Regions from separate parts of the Gossypium hirsutum genome. Here regions 1 and 2 are each linked to region 3. A link is a contact called in public Hi-C data. All regions are on one chromosome and are shown on one strand. Each heading gives the region's core, a stretch centred on a gene start, on an enhancer-like site or on the middle of the called end of the contact. The rest is flanking DNA. Distances are from core to core; before and after follow the strand shown. Region 1 holds the start of LOC107961455. Region 2 holds the start of LOC107943246 (60S ribosomal protein L34). Region 3 holds the start of LOC107959819 (inositol hexakisphosphate and diphosphoinositol-pentakisphosphate kinase VIP2).

Region 1 (4,632 bases), core at 1,968-4,467, 340 kb after region 3:
TGTTCTGAATGGTAGAATAAGATAAGAAATAGATCTTACTTTACGAAGAGTCAATGGACATTGTGAGCAGGAGGCAAAGATCGGAGCCTGAGTCACCGTAAAGACAAAGTAAATCGTCATTGAGTTATTCTAAGAATTCAAAGATGTTTTCGTATAATCATATCAAGATATACCTGGAGATGCAAAAAATGTCTATACGGGTGTCAGAAGGACATATGTTAATGGTTTCATGGTAGCCACACTAATCATGAGGTTTGGGTACTATTGAGACAGGATTCATGTACCTCATTCATTTTTTAACAGACTTTCTTTATGTAGGGCGTGAATGTTATCAGGCCATTCTCGTCTAATATACATCGATTTATCTTGGTAGTCGTTGATGACTTCATGAAAAGGGTAAGGGTCACTTCATATGCCAATATTACAAGGTCGGTAGTCATCAAATTTCAAAAAAAAGTGTCGACAAGTAATGTCAGAAAAGATCATGTCTAATACAACTGCGCAATATCAAAACTTTACAGTTTGCTCAAAGTTTGGACGTCATATCCTAATACAGCAAAGGCAGCCAAAAAGAAAGAAACAAAAAAGGGAAAGAAAAAAACAAAAACAACAAAAAGAGATTGTGGAAGGTGACCGAGACTTGTAAGGATTGGCATAAAGAAGTCACCATTTATCCTCTATGCTTATTGAATGTTAACCAGGATCTTTGCTGGGGCAACACATGGCTCATTGGTTTTTGGGATAAAAATGGTTTTGAAAACAAGATTCATTTTCTCCGAATCTTGTCAGAATTAAAATGAGATGAGGCAGAATGAATCCAATCCCGATATGTTCAGTCGAATTTAAAGGATGTCCGTCACAGTTAGACGATGTAGGCTTATGACAGAGAGGTTTATCCTAGAGAATTCCATGAGGGGAACTTGATATTGTAAAAGATCCTTCCTATATGGAAGGATTTCAAAGGAAGAAATATGCCAAATTGAGAGGGACCTTATGTAGTAAAGAAGGCCTGTTCTGGAGGAGCATTGATATTGACCGAAATGAATGGCAAGGACCTGCCCAACCCGATGAATTCAGATTCAGTCACAGTTAATAGTTTAAAAAAAACACAAAAAAGAAAAAGAAAAGAAAAATGAGAGGCCAAGGTGAAAACCCGCAAAGGGCGCCTTGAAACCAAAGGGCGCCTTGAATTCGATCCCCATTTTTCAAAATAAAAAATAGTTTCGACACATATGTTGTAGAGTATAGGGATCCCCATATTGTTTATTACCTTGTGCGTCTAGGAGTATTGTTATTGTTGCGCTTTACGTATTGGTGTTCAGTTAATTATTAATTAAGTCACGTGTAACTCATATTGAAATATTGTTGTTGTTATAAGATACTCATGTGTTTGAACATATTTATATTATTTTAAATTATGAATTTTATTTATATTGATACGTTATGAAAATTGAAAAATTACAAATTGCTATTAAAAATATTTTATGTAATTATAGGAATTGAGAAATCATTCAACCGTCATTTTCATGGACTTGAAGTGTTTAAAATATGTTTTTAAAAGAATTTTAATATTTGGTAAAGCTTACCTTACTGGAAGTATTTAAAATGTGTTTTTAAATTAAGTTAAAATTTGGACATCACCATTAAATTGTGAATAACTTAACATTCGGGTTTTTACTTTTGTGCACAATAACAATATTATCAAAAAGAAATTTAATTTCGTACGCAGGTTATAAATAATTAATGAGTTCGTGATGGAGTAATATCGTCAAAAAGAAATCTCCAGAAATTTTTATTCCATAAAAACAATTTTCACTTAATTTAACTTTGACATATAATTAGTTCCATCAGATTATTTTGTCATTTTTATCATTTTTAAATCGATTAATTGTTAGGTTATTTTTAAAATTATTTTATTTTTTATAAACATGATTTTTATTTTTATTTTTATAAGGATGATTTTATTAAATTGTTTATTAATTATTTTTATGTTTAAATTTTATATTTTAATGTGTGTAATTGAAAATTTGATTAAGTGGATTGCTTCCACCATTAGTGTGATGTGCCGCATCTTGTCGGAGCATTGGGCTGGGTTTGGGTTTACATAACCAATTTAAATTTTGGATATTAGTTAGATAATAAATCATTTCAAATTTCAAATAAATTGACGCATATAAATATAATTAAAAATATATAACTATTCTAAAATAATTTTTAAAAATATTCATACTATCTGTACTCAACTAATATGAGATGAGTAATTTTGAATAAAAGTTTATCCCGATTTTTTCAAAATTGTAACTTATTTTTGGATAATTAAGGAGGAGAAAAATAGTGAATTTTTATTTACAAGAAAAAAAAGAAAGAAAATATTACTTACTACGTTGAGCTGTAGAATGATTCCATTGTACATTTGATAACTGTTTTGTACATCATGATCTACAGATGAAAAACAGGATTTCTCCTTCTAATTAAAACCCTAACTAATTAAGATTTCATAATTAAACGCTACTCCATTAAATTCATCTTCAAGCTTTCCCATACTAATTAAGCTAAACACTGCAAGTCTCCCTCAATGCAAGGTTCGCTAATCCTTCTCTAAAAACTCCCTGCCGTAATTTCAAATTAATACAATTATTAACAAAAATCATTCTCGCGAGGATCTGATTATTAGAATTCAAAAAGAACGAACGTTTCTTAGCATCCAAACAGGTTGAGGAGAAAACAAAGAAGAGAAAAAATAAAGTTTTTAAGAAAAAAGAAAAATAGAAAACAAACCTTGATTGATTTCGGTAGGTTCAGTGTAAGACCTTTTAACGTTGTTCTTGCCGCTGAGAGGCGAACAAGGCAAGATCGGTCTCGAAACAAGAACCACGTTGACACGTCGTCGTCGTCGTCGTCGTCTTTCATCAAAGCCTCCACCGCCAACACCTCCTCCATATACGGAGTCGTTCTTATTATTCTCGTCGTCGCCGCCGAAGAAATCTTCGCCGAGATGCGACTCTTCCTCTCTTATCCTTAAAACCTGATTATGAACTTTCTCCACTTTCTTCTTCATCTGCACCACCACAGACCTCGGCGACTCTGATTCCGCCTCCTCCGTCGACGAATCACCACTCTCCACCTCCATAATCGGAACCTCCTTCTTCGCCTCCATCAAGTCGGTATCTCTTATTATTATTTTTTTTTTTTTGGTTCTTCTTTCCTTTAACGTGGGATTTTTTAGGGTGGCGGGGGAATTTATAGGAGGGAAAGAAGAGATTAAAACGGTGAGTTTTTTTGTGGGGTTCTGCAATTTCCTGTGGAATGACACTTGGCAGTAGAGTGAGACAAGAGGCAACTATCACTTGGTGTACGAAAAGACATGTGATGAAAAGGACTAGTCAAAAGGGTCCTGAAACGGTGCCGTTTAATTAGGCTTGGAGTTTCATAGGGTATTCAATTCGCCACGTGGCTTACTATTGCCACGTTATAAGAGTTTCATCTCGAGATTTTTTTTCCCTTTAAGGTAAATAAATATTTTTTAAGTTTTAATGGAATGTTTTAAAATATTGAGGTGGAGGGAAATAAGTGGAGGATTAGTCTATTTCAAAAAATCGTATTTTGCATGCATGATTGAGCATTAAAGACTGAAATTATTTGATTGGAGTAAACGTGGCAAGGTATGTATGCGTGTGGGAGAAGTTCATGATTGTACATGTGGCACCAAATTACCATATACTTTTTATTATTTTTCATGTAGATATTGAGCTAATTTTATGGTTTTTGTTGAATGTTCACCATTGCTTTGCTTTCAAAGATGTTAAAAGACGTAACAAATAAAAAAATCATAAAATATTAAATTCTCAACATTTTAATTTTACCTGTTGAGTTAAGGCCTTGTTGATAATAAGAAAAATGTTAAACTATTAAATTCTAAACAGCAATTAAATATAAATTGGAAGAGGAAATTTTATTAATATTAAATCATTACAAATAAATAAAATGAGTTACAAAGATCTCAATACACTGGACATAAAGAGTAAAGAAACGATACAAATGCTTAGATTGAAAGTCAAGTTATACCAAGGAACAAATTTGACTCAAGAAAGAAATACTAACATCACAATTACGAATTATATCACAGGGCATCACAATCAGATCCAATCTCACAAACTTAGTATTTGATCCAGCACTGACAATCTTGTCATTGAAAAATCAACAAAACCTCAAATCCTTTGAATTAGGCATAGACCAAAACAAGTTGGGTTGAACCAAAAAACCAAATCACCGTGGATTCAAAAAACCAAAATGATCAAATCTCATTGACTCCTAAAATATCTCCCTAATGGGAGAAGCCAACGGCCAAACCCTACACCTAATTTAAAATTTAATAGACTAGAGGTTGAAGAGATATCCGAAATGGAGAAATGGAAAAATGGAAAGATGAAACAATGAAGCAAATGAGAAAGGAGTGATCAACAATGAGAAGAGCCGTCGGACTGCTGCCTGCCTATGGTCCCAACAATGAGAAGGGAAAAGGGAGATGGTAAAGACTTAAGGACGCAACAAAGAGAAGAAAGGAGAGAGATGCCTTTAAGCAGCAGCTGGAAAAGAACAGTTTTCGCTTTAATTTATTTTGGAAGAGACACG
Region 2 (4,385 bases), core at 1,132-3,631, 400 kb after region 3:
AAGATTGTTACAATTACATCCACCATGACTTTGCTTCCCATTCCCGATTCATCCTTGCCACTATCATCCAAACTCACTCTCTCCTATGCTCCCTACAGTCTTGACGAGACCCACCAATAGTGTTTGCCACCTGTTCCAAGATAACCCAAATTTAAGAAACTCACTCTTCCTCACAGAGACAGATATAGAAGACTGATTAGATTGGAAGGGTTGCATGAGGTGTCTGAGAGACAATTGATTAAGGTGGAAGAGAATGTGGGTCGTCTATACCGTCCAGCTGCCAAGCAAATAAGTAGTGAAGATGAAGTAGATGTTCAAAGAAGCTGAAAATGGATTTATGGATGAAATAGAAGAAAATTGAAGTAATTTTAATTTTCCTTTTTAACCAATAACTAATCATCTAGTTCGCTTGATGTTGGTAAAATAAAAAATAAAAATTTTCTTCTTATTCATCTCCTTTGCGTCTCAATTTGTTTAAAGAACGAAATTCGTAAATAGGAAATGTAGGACTAATGCAATTTAACCTTAATTAAATTAAGTCTAAAATGATGATATAACATGTCATGTGTAAATGACAATTAATGACTCAATCATCAAAATACAACAAATTAATAACATTAACGATCATACCATAATTTTTTTTAAATTCGATGATCAAAACGTAATCCAAAATGACTAAATTTGTCGTTAATCAAAACATTGTAAACATTGAAGTCCATTTGCCAATAGAAAAAGAGAACCTCTAATCTTCTGAAGTCATTGGTGGCACTTTCCAAAGCCTTGCTGATCACATATCAGAATTGAAATGATGATTCGACATCTAATTTCTTAGCTCTTTGAAGCTTGCTTTTCCTTGGACTTCTGGATCTTCAGAACCTTCTTTACAATTTTCTGCTCTTCCACCAAGAAGGCTCGAATTATCCTTCGAAAACAATCGGATTTGAATCAATGAGAACCGTCAAACACCAGAACTAGCATCCATGATCATATAACAGCAAATAAATAATGCACTACTTTCTATTTATACCTCTCTCTAACAGCACTGCAGGACAAAACACCACCATAAGCACGATTCACAGTCCGGCGGTTCCTTGGCAATCTAGACCTTTTGTATTCAGCAGGTCTCAAGTGAGGAATCTGCAATGAACCCATGTAAGTAACCCATAAGACCACCCTCAAAAACCTCACAACCTAAATCTTTAGTACGACCCTAGTTGATTGAATCTAAAGAAACAACCCCACGATGCTATTTTGGTCAACAAGGTTTTACATTTCAACTTAATATACAGATGAAGTACCGTAATAAACGGATACAAAGTGAAATGCTCTAGTGGGTTCCCTCATATACAGAAAACATCCTTATGATGAAGTATCTTATATAAGTATGATAAAATGGGTTCCATCCCATCATATATGATTATGCAATCTGGGGATTTCAATATCAATCAAGATATGATGTTAAAGCAAACATTTACAGCGATATACTGCTATAGCTTTCATTACATCCACAAGCACGAAAAGCACACTCGACCAACAACACATTAAATTTCCAACAATCCAAAGTTCTTGCCAGTTCCGAAATGATTTGATTAATACATTTCCTTATTTTAGGATTTGAAACGTTTAAACTCTGTACATTACATTTGACAAACTATACATACCATCAGCATCACTAACTCCATTAGATCTTAAGCAATTATATAAAACCATCCCAATATTTTTTATTTTTTATTTTTTATTTATGCTTAATTCGGAACCTAAAATCCATTAGGCAAACAACAGCAGCAACATGAATATAAACAAAGAGAAAGTACTATTTTTGTGTAAGAGAAAGTACTATTTTTGTGTAAGCAAAAGTATACCTAAATATCATACTCATGGATCAAAATAACAATAAACTCAAAATTTCAACCCAAAAAAAATCTGAATTTAAATTCAAAAGGAAAAGGAAGTACTTACACCCTGAATTCTCTTGCCAGTGACAGGACACTTAGGCCCACTTGCTCTTTTCTTAGTTGTCTGATAGACCAATTTCCCACCTTTAAAAGGAAAAAACAACATAAATTTCAATTAAAAATTAGACCATAAAAATGCGGCACCAATCTCTAAACTTGCAGACTTACCAGGGGTCTTAACGACACGGTGTTGATTGGATTTGGTAGCGTAGCTATGGCGAGTACGGTAAGTGAGCCTTTGAACCATTTTTGATGGTTTTCAAACTTTGGGTTTTACCTTCTCTGCTCTGTTTTATGGTAAGACTTAAGAGAGACAAAGTGGAGACCAAAGGGTTTTGTACCAGAGAAGACAATGTATAAGTAGGGATCCTTTAGGAAGGAAGCCCTAGATCGTACGATTATGTTTTAAGGTTTTTCTATCAACGGTTAAGATTATGCAGAATTGTTAGTAAATTGTATAGTTGGTCACTTAATTTTAAAAACTTTTCATTTTGGACACAAAAAAATATTTGCAACAAGACATAACCGTTTTCATTTTGGTCATCCTCCATGAATTTGGGATAAAGCAATATTATTGTAGATTCATTTTAGTAGTCAAGTAACTTTAATAAATTCTATTTTTGCCACTCATTTTATTTTTTTTTATTTTCTTTAATTTGTTAGAAACTTAGATAATTTCATGTATTGAGAAAAACTAAGATTCCGGTTATTTTAGTAAATATAAGTCAAAGAAAACGTGTTTTGATTAAAAATGTTAAAATGATTTTTGAAAAATAAAAATATGTGAAAATTAGAAAACAATAAAAATGTTATGAAATAAATAACAAAGAAAGTAAGAGAACAATAAATAAGGGAGCAAAAAGAGAGTATAAATTTTATTGATGAATAGAGATGATTTACGATACTTCTCCAAAATCTTTATTTGTAAACATAAGAAGTATACATGATATAAAACTCTATTGATAATGGCTATTAAAGTCCAAAAATATTTCAAATTTTATTTTGATCTTGATGAACATCCACTTAATAATAAAATATTCATAACACTTCTCCTTAAATGTTCATTAGTAGATATAATGTGCCTCTTTAAAACCTTACTAAAATAAAAAATATGGAAAAAGAATTCTCAATGAAAGAAAATGAATACACATATCTATAAATAAAATAAATAACCAAAATATTAAAGTGGTAATTAAAATGGATATATAATAACATTGTCTAACTCCAAATTGATAATAGTAAATAAAATGAAAATAATTATTAGCAACAGTGTTGTTTTGCAAGTTTTTTCAATGCCTAAAATGAAAACTTATAAAAGTTGGGAATAGTAGATATATTATTATTTGTTATCCAATTTTTATTTTATTCAACTTATAATTTTTTTTAGTCAAAACCAATATATCAACAGCTGACAGTAGTGACTACAGTTGTTACTATTAAATTTAATCACTTTGTGGTAATTTAAACATAATAAAAATACTAATATAATGTATTCAACGAATATAAAATTTGTTAAATACATATCACAAAAATTATAAAATAATTAATTAATATAATATTTTGGAATATGTCTAAATAATTAGAAAACAAACTTGATTGCACGTAATAAAATTTCACCGGTAATTAATACAATATATTCAACACATATGAAACTATCATGTGTAATATTTATATCATATTACCATTTAATATTTTAAAATATTTAATAATTTATATTTCTTGGTCATCTTTTGAAACAATTAATTATTTTGTAATAGGCTAATTTTTGGCATGGCCAACAAAAAATAAAAACTTTAATAAAACAATAATAAAGTCCAATACATGGCCCAAATTAAAACCAAATCCAAATGACCCAAAGAATAAAGCCCTAAAGCCCAAACAGCAAGCAAAACCCTAGTCCCCAAGGTGCAGTCGCCGCACGCCACCACGCCTCCTTCACGCGTCTGACACCACCTGCAAAACGAATGTCTAAACGCAAGCAGAAAGGACAAACAGAGAAAACAAATAACAAAGAAACAAAAAATAAAAATAAAAAATCTTGTAATTTGGCTATAAAAGCCATATCAACATACTTGTATTTTCTTCTGGGTTTTTTTCCCAAAATTTTGGAATAGAAAAACAAAAGATCTAAACTTTTAAGGTGATTTTCGTATTATTTAAACTTAAGTTTTTTTTTTATAAATACGAAATTAAAAAAGAGAAGGGAGAGGGCTCACCAGAGTTACCCTGTGGCCGCATCGTCGGAGTCCTCCTCTCCATGTCGTCGTCGATTCCAAAAAGGGGGAGAAGAGGCCTTTCTCTTTCGTTTTTTGGGGTTGAGAAGGCTTAGTCTTCAAACATTTTAAACGGGGGCTAAAGAGGTCGTTTTGCACCTCTCCGACCACCGTCCACGGTGGAGGTGCGGCTGCCAGACAGTGGCCCCAATCGGCC
Region 3 (4,712 bases), core at 865-3,364:
AAGTATGACAGTCAAAAAGTTATTCAATCATTATGTTAAGTTTCCCACATTGAAGTTACAAATCGATTCCCTATTGTGAACATGCAAATAGAATACATGCATACAAAATTATATATATATATATAAGAACTTACTTCCTTAAAGCAGCATATTCTTCAGCCTTCTTAAGGGGAAATCCAGAGGAGTAGAATGCAATTAAACAATCACAGATTGGCCAGCTGAAACAAGCAAAATTACAAGAAATTACGACCTCTCAGCTAGGTAAGAAAAACAATGTGAACCTTGACCGTTTGAGTTTGATAACAAGAAGTACACTCATTACACAAATATGGACATCTCCCTCCACATCCTCCAACTTAACTCCCTCGAAAAATCATATAATCATCCAATGAAAGGAGACAGGGTAAGTTATGATCTCAAATCACACAGTTGCTCAGACTCAAACTATACCTTTCGAAGAAAAAACAAATGACAAGACAATAAATCAATAGGAAGATAACAGCTAAAAGTGAAGACTTCAAATTTTTCAACATAAATGCAACCGTCTATTTACTGCTTTCAACTGGAAATTTAATGAGCAAATCTGTGGATCCCCTCCACCCCTTTTTTCTTCTTCCTTTCTTTTGTCTTCTAAGTTTAAAATAAAAATAAATAAATGATAACGACACCAACAATGCCAATTGTAACCAAATAAAAAATATCACAATGTAAATCTGAGACAATGTGATTCCACTAATTAACCAAAAATGTACCTTTCTATAGGATCTTCAAGAATAACCCTATCACCGAAATGGAGAATCTACAAGAAGAAAAAAAGAAAGACATTGCAATGCAAGAAATCCATAAGAACAAAACAACAAAACATTTTTCTTGAAGTACATATCACCGAAATGGAGAATCTACAAGAAGAAAAAAAGAAAGACATTTCAAAGCAAGAAATCCATAAGAACAAAACAACAAAACATTTTTCTTGAAGTACATGCGTCCAGCACTCATATCTTATGCATATTCGGACATGGATGTAAGAAATATGGCCGTTGAAGTACCCTTCAACTGACATGGAAAAAAATTTAACATGCATGTGTTGAACACATATCATATCCAATACTTAGACCCAAGTTTTATTAACATAGGGTGCAATATAGCACACACTAACAAACTCCAGCATATCATTCCAAACACTTAATTAGAGTTTTACCAAAAAATAAAATTTACATATTTCATCAATGTAAATGAGCAAACCATGGTTTATCCATTTATATTTCCCGTAAACTAATTCACGTTACATCAAATTCAACTCATACATAAATAAAACAATTCTAATTCAGATTAATTTAAAGTTTAAAAGTTATATCTGATCTACCTCAAATTCGCCAAAAGCCTTAATCCTGTCCAAAATCTGTCTCATTGGAGCTGAAAAAGCCTGAAAAAAGAACAGGAAATGTTTTAAAAGCTTAAAATTTAAGCATTAACACATAGCAATAAATAATAAATTATATTACTATACAAAGTCACACGTCGTCCAACTATATTATATTTTTTATGAAAAAATTATAATTTTTTCATATATTTAGTAGAAAACTCGAGCGAACAAAAGAGACAAGGACCTCGCTTCCGCATTTCACCTTCTTTTCCATGACGCAAATTCCAACAATTATCTTCTTATATCCTCTTCCATCTCCTGCTCCTACCATCTCTGAATCTTCCTTTTACTCTTTATATCTCAAAAAAGAAAAGTAATCTCAGCGAACAAAAAAGAACACTGCGACGGAAAACTCTTCCGCTGCGAATCACCGCCAGAACGCAAATCGGAAACTTCCAGGTATATATATTATCATACGTATAATATAAGATCAAGAAGAAGTAAAAAATAAAATAAAATAAAACAGTGAAAACGGGAAAAAAAAAGAAAGAAAAAACAGAGAAAGCGATTCAGCGAAGAATAAAGAAGGCAAGGCGTTGAGTAAGTCGCGAGAAATATCGGAGAGGAAAATGAGATGGAACGCTTTCCAAGCCGAACAAAAATGAAAAACTTCTATTTTTTGAATTAAAAATATATTTATAGATTCATTTTAGTATTGAGGGAGGGGGTGTTTGGAGTGGAAAGATATTGGATTCCGGAATATTCAAGTGGATGATGATTTTGCTTTGTGACAGGGACGTGCAAAGTTTACGGGGTTTTTTTGGTAAATTTCTTACCGTTTAAATTCTAACTACATCTCCTACTTTAAAGCTTATATCAATTAAACCTATTGCTTTCACATTGATACATTATGGGTATGTATGTATGCATGTATTTTTAAATTTTTAATTATTTTACATACCACTTAACTGCGAAATGAAATTACGTAATTGGTATAACCTTCTAATTTTGACAATGTGATTAAAACATTTTAAAGTTTGAGAATTAATTTAAAATATTATTTGTAGTTTTAAAATGTTTGGTACAATTTCAAGGACTAACCTGGGGCTGGCATGGGTCTCGGCCCCCTAAAATGAATTTTTTTTATTTAAGTTCTTTAAAATTTTTAAAATTTTAAATTAGTAAAGATAAAATTGTACTTTGTCCCCCAAATGATAAAATTTTGATTTAAACCTTTGAAAGTTACAATTTAATTTCGACTCTTAAACAATTTTCTAACTTCGCCCTTGTACAATTTACTATTTTTCATAAGTTTAATAGATTGTTTAATTTTGAATTTTCTTTAATATAAAATAAATATATAATAAATTTGATATTTTTAATCATAACATAAAAATAAGTTGTTTTAGATTTATTAATTTCAACTTTCATTATGTACTAATTTCAAACTAATATAAAAATAGTATAATACAAAAAAGTTTATATTTGGTAGATTCACATCTCTTTTATATATTTATTTTTTAAAAAATTGTAGTAAAAGTTCAAAACCATACATAAACTTTGATCAAATGTGTAATTAGTGATGACAATGGTGCAAGGTGAATTGTTGTCCACCTCGACCTCGACCTCGACCTCGACCCTAAGTTCTACTCTCGTCTCTCGACTCTAACTCGATCCTGACATTAAAAAATAAACTTGCCCTAACCTCAACTCAAAATTTTATTAAAAGCCCGATTTCAACCCATCCTGATGGAAGTTTATTTTATTTTATTGTTTCAAATTAACCAATTCTTTGATTATAAAACAATTCATTCTAATATGTTGAAATCTTTTATTATGAAACAATGTCTTGAGAACGTGCTAACTATTTTTTATTTGCTTACTTGATAATATAAATTATGTATATTAGTCACTTTGCTAAATCTGATTCAATTGGAGCTATTAGTTCAGGAAGTAAGAACAATAGTGCAGTAGGCAGTAGATGAATTTATATAAGACGTTTAAAGCTATTTACTTGCCTACAATAGATGAGTTTATTCAATCAATGGCTCCATGTAAATAGCACAAGATAAACACTATTACATGGTCACATACGAATTTTGTATTTGGTTCTTTTCTACAGGTTTATGTCCTTTTCAAGCATCCAATGTCTAATTTCAACTATCATTACTTTAGTGTAATTACTAACAACCACTGCCAGAAATCAAGTACATAAATTTACAGCCCATAAAATCATTTAGGGGTTAAATCATAAATAAAAATAAAATGAGGAGTAATTTTGTAAATATCCCAGGGTAGGGCAGTCTAAACTCAATCTCGATCCGATCCGGCAACTTTAAAAAAAGGGATAATGTCACATTTGGTATCTATACTTCCATAAAATGTCCATATGATGCCTGTACTTTAAAAATGTCTAATATAGTACTTGAACTATTAATTTGTGTATTATTTGGTACTTGGTACTTTTATAAAATGTTTAATGTGGTACCCTACTTTGAAAATGTCCAATGTGGTACTTATATTTTGAAAATGTTTAATGTGGTACCCTAACTATCAATCTGTGTATTATTATAATATATAGAATTAACACCTTTAGTAAATGCTAAACCAACCAACGAAAATTCGACATATGAATTTTTTCCAAATCATTAATTTCACATGAATAATAATATTATGGAAAATAGATAATAAAGCATAAAAAAATGGAATTAAATAAACTAAATTTTAAAAAATAACTATATCTAAACAATATAAGTTTAACTTTAAAAAATCATCATTTTTTAACTCAAGATTACTTAGATTTTGTTAAGAACCCTAAATTTTCCAAAATTTATATAAGCCAAAATTTCCCCAATTTTATGTCTCTTGCTTGACTTATTGAGCTTGAATAAAAGTTTGAATACCTTGATCTCAAATATCATTTCATTTTTTTTCCATTTCACATAATATTATGTTATTCATATGGAATTGTTGATTTGAAAAAATTCATGTGCCGAATTTTCATTAGTTGGCTTAGTATTTATTATGGGTGTTAACTTTAGATGCCATAATAATACATAAATTGATAATTCAAGTACTACATTGAACATTCTCAAAGTATAAGTACCACATTAGACAATTTATGAAAGTACAAGGACTAAATAATACACAAATTGATAGTTCAGGTACCACATTGGACATTTTATGAAAATACAAATAGCAAATAATATACAAATTACTAGTTCAGGTATCAAATTGAACATTTTATAAAAGTACAAGTAACAAAAGTGACATTACCCCTTTTAAAAACAAAAACCATCCTACCCATTTTCAAAAAAAAAAAATCCAACCCTATAAATATGAACTTTAA

Evidence for each region. Hi-C and Micro-C count contacts between places; a contact is called where the count stands out from the background.
Region 1: a Hi-C map of leaf shows a contact between it and region 3, with 1.7 times the contacts expected there. The contact joins the promoter of LOC107961455 here to the promoter of LOC107959819 in region 3. A contact is called at or near these places in 6 of 34 Hi-C or Micro-C datasets (hypocotyl and leaf).
Region 2: a contact with region 3 is called in a Hi-C map of leaf, with 2.0 times the contacts expected there. The contact joins the promoter of LOC107943246 here to the promoter of LOC107959819 in region 3. A contact is called at or near these places in 3 of 34 Hi-C or Micro-C datasets (all in leaf).

The regions. Positions count from the first base shown.
Region 1 is chrA05:101,484,722-101,489,353 of Gossypium_hirsutum_v2.1, forward strand. LOC107961455 reads right to left here and starts at 3,218. Exons shown (of 2, transcript XM_016897582.2): 1 at 2,779-3,218; 2 at 2,363-2,609. The coding sequence starts at 3,157. The coding sequence ends at 2,599.
Region 2 is chrA05:101,541,606-101,545,990 of Gossypium_hirsutum_v2.1, forward strand. It overlaps LOC107943246 (60S ribosomal protein L34), which reads right to left and starts at 2,382. Exons shown (of 5, transcript XR_005927379.1): 1 at 2,124-2,382; 2 at 1,960-2,039; 3 at 1,028-1,137; 4 at 741-922; 5 at 1-277. LOC121229594 (a long non-coding RNA gene) reads right to left here. Exons shown (of 2, transcript XR_005927380.1): 1 at 4,172-4,385; 2 at 3,645-3,908.
Region 3 is chrA05:101,142,347-101,147,058 of Gossypium_hirsutum_v2.1, forward strand. LOC107959819 (inositol hexakisphosphate and diphosphoinositol-pentakisphosphate kinase VIP2) reads right to left here and starts at 2,115. Exons shown (of 30, transcript XM_016895974.2): 1 at 1,608-2,115; 2 at 1,364-1,423; 3 at 753-799; 4 at 135-218. The coding sequence starts at 1,694.